Regions from separate parts of the Mus musculus genome. Here region 1 is linked to region 2. Evidence: chromatin contacts called from public promoter capture Hi-C data. All regions are on one chromosome and are shown on one strand. The core of a region is the stretch at or near the end of the contact, and the rest is flanking DNA. Distances in the headings are between cores, read along the strand shown.

Region 1 (3,768 bases), core at 45-2,544, 2.0 Mb before region 2:
TGCCCCTTCTTCCAGGGACATCAGCCACACTGAATTCAACACCACCTTAACTGAATATAGGCTCATCTTAACTGGTAACACCACAAAGATTCCATCTATAAATGAGGTCATGCTCAAGCTCTAATGAAGAGAAGTGTGGAAATGAGGGACTAATTCGACCCAGTTCAATGGACCATACGGTAATAATACTGTTAGACCATGATACTGCCCCACAGAGAGGGTGAGCCACACTTTGTATCCTATCTAGTACTCTCTTTAAGCTGATAAGCATTTAGTAGACCTGGGGGTGGAGTGTGAGAATGGAATTAGCCCCCAGAGTTTCAACTTTCTATCCAAAATAGCACCTTCAGTAAGCTGCTAAACTTAGGGCTGCTGCTCTAAAGCCTACAAATACAGACATTTCCTTTTGTTCTGTAGGTTGATGTTGGATATCCTAACCCAACCTTTCCAGATTCCAGTGGCCAAGTTACTAATGGACATTTCATCTGAACTCTGTCTCAGCACATCTCTTTGCAATCTGGAAGTATAGTGTTTAATATAAATGTCTGCTCCATTACAATGTTCTGAAAGCTATATGGTCAACTATTTTAGAAAGAGGCCAGGCACAGGATGTGAACTGTTCCCATTTTAGTTGTTACTGTTAGTAGTAGATGTGAGTAATAGGATATGGGTCTTTGATTCCAGATCAGTTCCTGGCACTTTGGAACCCTCAGAAAGAGATTTTTGGATCTAGAAAGAAAGAAAGAAAGAAAGAAAGAAAGAAAGAAGAGGGAAGAGAAAAAGAAGAAGGAAAGAAAGAGAAGGGAAGGGAGAAAGAGAGAAATAAAGTGAGAAAGAAAAAGGTTTGAATCAGCTTTGCTATTCTTGGACACGACTTTCAATCTGTACATGGAACGACGTAAGCTACAAACGCGGGGAGAAAGTGAGTTAAGTTCTAGCTGCCTTTAACACAAGGAAGGCGCTGCTCAGAGGATGAGGTCTGAGCTGCCAGTGGCAGCTACAATCCCGCCCCGGGGCAGTGGAGCGGGGCCTGAGCTCGGGCCGGGGTCGGCAGCACCGCGCGGGCCAGGACGAGGAAGAGCTGCGGCCGAGGGCGCCACCGGGCAGCGCGACACCTCACCAGTCCACTCACCCCTTGCCGCCAGCGCCTCCAGGCTTCGGCCGTTTTTTGCGCCGCTTGCGACCGGCCTCGGGACCTCCTTCCAAGCCAGCATCTGTCCCAGACAAGTAACGCTTCAGATACTCAGCTTTGGTGAGTGGCGGAGCTGCCGCCATGGCAGCGGCGAGGGCGGGGCAACAGCTCGGCGTGGGGGACAAAATTCTTCAACGCGAAACGGTAGGGGTGGAGCCAGAAGCGGAAGCTTTAGGACGGGGACTTTTTGAACTGCTGGACTTAAAGACTTGAGCCTTAAGAGGCTCCAGGGGAGAGTGCGTGCATCTCGGGCTGGCTGTGCTTTTCCTGAGACGACGAATCGGTGCAACAGCCTGCAGCCCACGCTGTCTCAGCTGAGAAGCCACAGGCCGATGTAACATGATCCTACCCTGGCAGCATCAGCGCCAGAGTAAGGAAGAACACCTGTATGAATGGTGGGACTTACCATAGCTGTACCACTAGGGGCACATTCTTGAGCAGCGTTTTAATAATGGACGCTGTACCAAACGTTTCAATTTCAATCACTTTTATTGCTATAAATACCTTTTGGTGGGAAGTCTGCTGGAAGAGGCTTCCGGGTACCATTTAGGGGAAGTCAAACTTGTGACTATAAAAGTTTGATAGGTTTTTATCAAACCTGTACTGACCTTCTCACCTTTGATATGTCTTTCTAAAAAATGATATAAACTCTTCCCAGTGAAATGGATTCGTGGTCAGTGTGGCAAAGAAACCAGGAAGATTCTGGAGTTTCTTCTATAAAGGGTTAAGTGTTTTATGACTTCTCACTTAACCCTCACAATTTTTTTTTCTTTCATCCAGCACCGAGGATTAAACCCAAGGCCTTTTGCACATGGTATGCAGGAGTTCTATAGAACTACATCCCCACTCTTTTGAATGTTGAAGATCTAAATTGCCTAAGCTGCCCCTGAATTTGTTAGCCTTCCTCCTCAGCCTCTCAAGTGGCTGGACACCATGACCTACCCTTCAGTTTTATTAGCCTCCTTTATAGATAATAAGAACTTTCGGGTAAGTACAGGAACCCACACATCTTCATACTGCCTGGCTCTAATTTTTGCTAGCAGAGGCCAAACAAGGATGGTGCTGGTTATCCAGTTTGAATTCGTTTTGTCTTGAATCAGGGTTTTTCTGTGTAGCCCAGGCTGTCCTGGAACTTCCTCTGTAGACCAAATCGGCTTCAAACTCATAGAACCACCTGCCTCTGCTGGGATTAAAGGTGTGTGCCACCCTGCTTTTCCAGACTGCTTTAAGCTGCATGAGAACAGCTAGACTCCACACAGGTGTACCTGGCTCAGAGCAGACAGGATGGCCTATTGGAGTGAATCAAATGCTGCCTCTACAGCAGCCACCTCAAGAAAGATTTGCTTAGGAAACTAAACTGGTTTTTCCTTCCTCATTTCTTTTCATGAAGACGGACTCTCACTGCATGGCCCAAGCTGTCCTCAGTCTCCTCGGAGCTGAGTGTGACTCAGTGTGACCCAGCTTAGTCTAGCACATGGTAATCAGTAAGGACATGAACGCAGAGGCGGGTGTCGTTTAAAGGCCATCACTTTAATGTGGCGTCTTCACCTGTGCCTGCTCGGCCCCTCCGACATCCTTCCCTGCTGAGTCAGTACTTCACATGCCCAGAGCCAGCAGAAACTTGTATTTCACTTCCCCAGACTTCAAAGGTCCAGCACTGGAGGTCAGAGAGCTGACAGGCAAACGGTGATGGCAGACCGCCTGGTGTTTCTGGGATTCTTCTCACGCCGACTTTAAAACCTCCAAAAGAAGGTCAAGGAGCACAGTAGGGCTGCAGCTGCCTCGTCCGTCAGCTGCTAATCTTGGGTGCTTACATTTCTAACTCAAGTGGTAACCTCTTCACCATGGACGAGGGCTTGAGCACTCCTCGTCAGTTCCCCACAGTAACAGATAACCCTGCAGTGTGAGTGGCACTGTAGCTGGCCAGTGAGCTGGCCACTGCTACCGCTGTGGGGCCAGGCCCGCCTCATAGCCCTCTGTCTTCATGTCATTGAGCCCGAGCTCCTCATTTTGGTCAAAGGTGCGTTTGTACCGCTCGACCTTCATCTCTGGATCGTCTTCAGGTGCATACACATTCTGCAGGGCCAAGAGCAGACAGACGACGGTCAGCGCCTGTGCAGCCCGCCATCCCCTCCCACGGCTGACTCTCAACCTCCGAAGAAATGCACAGGATTTGCAGGGTCTCTAGAGCCCACGGCTACATTCTGCAAAAGTGTGTGTGTGTGTGTGTGTGTGTGTGTGTGTATGCTAGTATCAAACCCAAGCCCCTGTACATGCATACAAGTGTTTAACCCCCAGTTCTAAGTACTTTTATATATGGGCCTTCCTATAAAAAATGTAGCCAAAGTTGGTGATTGCTTATAATCTCAGCACTCTGGAGACTGAGGCAGAAAGATTACAAATTTAAAGCCAGCCAGGCTACATAACAAAGACTTGTCTCAAAAAAAAAAAAAAAGGTTTTGAGGGAGGGGGACCACAATGATCTTAATTATGTGAAAAACTAGGCCAGTTTTGCCAGGCCCATCAGTGCTCATTAATACTAAAGTAAGGAGGAGGCCCCAGGTTCAACACAATTT
Region 2 (3,551 bases), core at 582-3,081:
TGACAGGATGAAGTGTCAGTGTCAGTGAAGAGGGTTTCAAAAGTCTGGGAGAGTAAGAAGGAAGGCCTGCAATTAGGGAGGGGCACAGGCCTTACCAAGTTTTGATGGTAATTTTAGAGTGCTGCCTATATTTTTCTTTGGTAGATTCTTCTTTTTTTTTTTTTTTCTAGGTAGAAAATGATAAAAATCTGGGCAGAGTGATACATGCCTATGATCCCAGCACCCAGGAGGCAGAGGCAGGAGCATCTTTGTGAGTTTATGGCCAGTCTGTTCTACATAAAGAGTTCCAGGATAGCCAGGACTACATAGAGAGACCCTGTCTGAAAACAAAAACCCCAAGCTCAATACCACCAACAAAAACAAAACAAAGAAATAAAAGGCAGGCTATTGACATGAAATGATAATACAGGTTCAAAAAGGTCTTAAAGATGACTGACTTGCAGCCGGGCGTGGTGGCGCACACCTTTAATCCCAGCACTTGGGAGGCAGAGGCAGGTGGATTTCTGAGTTCGAGGCCAGCCTGGTCTACAGAGTGAGTTCCAGGTCAGCCAGGACTACACAGAGAAACCCTGTCTCGAAAAAAAAAAAAAAAAATGACTGATTTGCAACCCAAAGTTGTGGGACTGAATAATTCTGGTGTTCAGAGACTGTTTTCTTTCTTCAAGTACTGGACAAGTTCAACAACCTACCAGCCAAAGGCTTGGTGGCAGAACTGAGTACTTAATGTCACCAAATGGTTTTGGAGCTAAAAAAATATTAGCAAACCAAGGTTGGGTACTTTCTTCTTCTTTGGAAAAGAAGTTCCTATTTTCAAAGTACTTCTAGTGAAGTCTGAAGATTAGGGAAGTGAAGGTGTCCGGGAGCTGAATTTCTGTTCCCTCCATGCAAGTGGCTCACAGCCTCTGTGGGCGGGGCCTCGTGCCGCCAGCGCATTCCGCTGAGCAATAGAATATCTTTAAAGTACATATTCAGTTCCCAGAAAAGGAATTGCTCTTCAGAAAGAAAAAGATCAAAAGGAAGTTACTTGTTTTAAAAAGGTTAAAAAGTCTGGAAGAAGCGCGTGAGACGCGAGTGTCCTTAACCTTAAACCTTTATGTGACTTAGTCTGCAAAAAGCTGCAGCAACTGAATTCCCAACCTTTGAGGGTTATAAATACCAAGGCGATTTTTAATCCCTGCGCTCGGGAGGTAGAGGCATGTGAATCTCTGTGAGTTCAGAGCCACCCTGGTCTACACAGCGAGTTCCAAGGCAGCCAGGGCTACATGGTGAAACAAGATGGTGGAATAGGGATATAGCTCAAGGTGGGGTACTTGTCTAGGATGTGTGAGGTCGTAGGTTCAATTCCAATCACCACAAAAATAAAAACACTAAGGGGAAGAAAACGAACTTTGGCTTTCTTTTTCCATCTTTCCACAAGATGAGGCAGATAACTCGAAGCTCAATATCCACATTTAGAAGACTCCTTCCATCCCTACCCGTCTTAATCCGAGCACAGCCATGACTCAACTCCCGGAGGCAACAAGCCCAGGCCACAACGAACATGGACGGCCAGGCTTCTCTTCTGCCTAGTGCGCAGGTTCTACCTTGGACCCCACCTCTTTCCTTCCATTCCTCTCTTCTCCAGCAGAGGGCGCAGGCACTGAGTTTTCTTTGGGCTCCGCCCCGCCCGTCCCAGTGGGTCAGGGCGGGAGCAGTGGGCGCGGAAACTTGGTCGAGGCTTTCCGGGAGCCGCGGGGCACGCGGGTGCACGCGAGCTCGTGCGCGCGTTGGGGGTCGCCGCGGCGTGCCGTGCTTGCCCGTCTCCGGCGCGCGCCCCCGCGTTGCGCCGGCCGCGCTCGCGCCCGCGCAGGGGCGCGCCTCAGGGCGGGCGCCTCCCTCTCACTCCCTGGGCTGCGAGCGCCGGCGGTGGTTGCCGGAGAGGCCCCTCCTTCTCGCCCGGCTCCATTCCCTCGCTCGCGGCCGAGCGGGCTCCCGACCCTCCGCTGGCCATGGCCGGCAACGTGAAGAAGAGCTCGGGCGCCGGCGGCGGCGGCTCTGGGGGCTCGGGAGCGGGCGGCCTGATCGGGCTCATGAAGGACGCCTTCCAGCCGCACCACCACCACCACCACCTCAGCCCGCACCCTCCCTGCACGGTGGACAAGAAGATGGTGGAGAAGTGCTGGAAGCTCATGGACAAGGTGAGCGGCCTGCGGGCGCGCGCGGCGCCGGGTGGGCGTGGGCGGTGGGGCGCCAGGGAGGGCTGCCGTTGGCAGTTGGGAACGTTGAGGTGTGGGGGAGCCAGACAAAGATGGGGTGGGGGCTGGGGGAGGGCTGGTCACCGCGCCACCCGGGCGGAAGTGCGATGGGGGTGCGGAGCTTGGGGATGTGGGTCGTCGAGTGAGCCCCGGGAGGTGGGCCTGGGGTGCTGGGGGTGGGATGTGTGTTGGATCTGCCGGCTACGGCTCCGGGTTTGGAAGAGGAGTCGCCCTGGGTGAGGGACTTGGGTTCAGGAGGCGGCCCGGCTGACTGCGGTCAGGGTGAGCTTATAGTTTTTTCTCATTAAGATGTAGCACACAGATCAAAGAAAAAGAGGTGGGTTTAAATGGGGGCAGGGAAGGAAGGAACTTCCCTTCTCCGCTAAGGATGGCTTAAGTTTTTGTCTTGCAAAGTGTTGGATGTAATCCATCGCTGCTGCTGAGATAGGCACTGGTTAAACCACAAGTTCTGGTTAGAACCATTATCTTTCGAAAGGTGGACTGACTGAGCGTGCTGAATTAATAGTCTGACTTCTACAGAACTTCCTGCTTGCTCTCGGTGCTTTTCGCTGGGCTGTAGTGTTTGATTTTTGTAACGGGCCTACCTGCTTATTATTTAAGACCCCTTTGATAGCCATTATAAAATCAGGTGCGGGGGTGGGGTTGCCTATGGTTAGCCCTTTAAGTCTGTCAATCAGGAGAATCTTACTTCCTTACAGTTGAGCCTGTATAATGTAGTCTTGTAGTTGGCCCCAGTACTTAAACGTGAATACACAATCTTGTCTTAACATTTTGTTGGAAGTCAGTGCTCTGTTTCCTTAACTCTTACCACAGTTATTATTTTTTTCAACATTCCTACTGCAGATAAATGTGATTAGGAGGCCCCGGCATGTAAGTGAATGGTGTTATTTCCTCCGGAGTAAATTTGGTTTTCTTTGGTTCCTCTCTGGGCCTAGGTTCCTCTTCTGTAAAGTTCTCTATGGGTTGTTTTGGACTAGAAACAGCCAATAAAATGATTATGAAGCACTTGGCCAATGTAACTGCTATATAAATGCTTAATAAGTCTTGTGTGAGAATTAACACTCTTGCACTCCATACCAGGTTTCAGAGCCACTTTTCCAGGGCTGACCCCCCCCCCCCTACATTAAGTAATTTGAATTGTGGCAGCCCCCCTCCCTGGTCCCAGTTGATATTGCAATTAATGGCATAAGTATGCTGATTATTTTGGTGTTGTGGAACTGACTTTATTGAAAAGATATGCTGATACCTTGTTTTTCTTTTTAAAATATTTGACTACTTTGGATATTTTGTGTGCAT

The links. Promoter capture Hi-C pulls out the DNA fragments that hold promoters and counts their contacts.
Region 1: a promoter capture Hi-C map of pre-B cells shows a contact between it and region 2, with 4 times the contacts expected there. The contact joins the promoter of Bud13 here to the promoter of Cbl in region 2. A contact is called at or near these places in 1 of 39 promoter capture datasets (pre-B cells) and 1 of 115 datasets of contacts at active chromatin or transcription factors (large pre-B cells).

What each region holds. Positions count from the first base shown.
Region 1 is chr9:46,280,538-46,284,305 of GRCm38.p6, reverse strand. Bud13 (BUD13 homolog) reads right to left here and starts at 1,294. Exons shown (of 10, transcript NM_146000.2): 1 at 1,133-1,294. The coding sequence starts at 1,275. It overlaps Zpr1 (ZPR1 zinc finger), which reads right to left. Exons shown (of 14, transcript NM_011752.2): 14 at 1,663-3,268. The coding sequence ends at 3,134.
Region 2 is chr9:44,232,326-44,235,876 of GRCm38.p6, reverse strand. Cbl (Casitas B-lineage lymphoma) reads left to right here and starts at 1,831. Exons shown (of 16, transcript NM_007619.2): 1 at 1,831-2,177. The coding sequence starts at 1,989.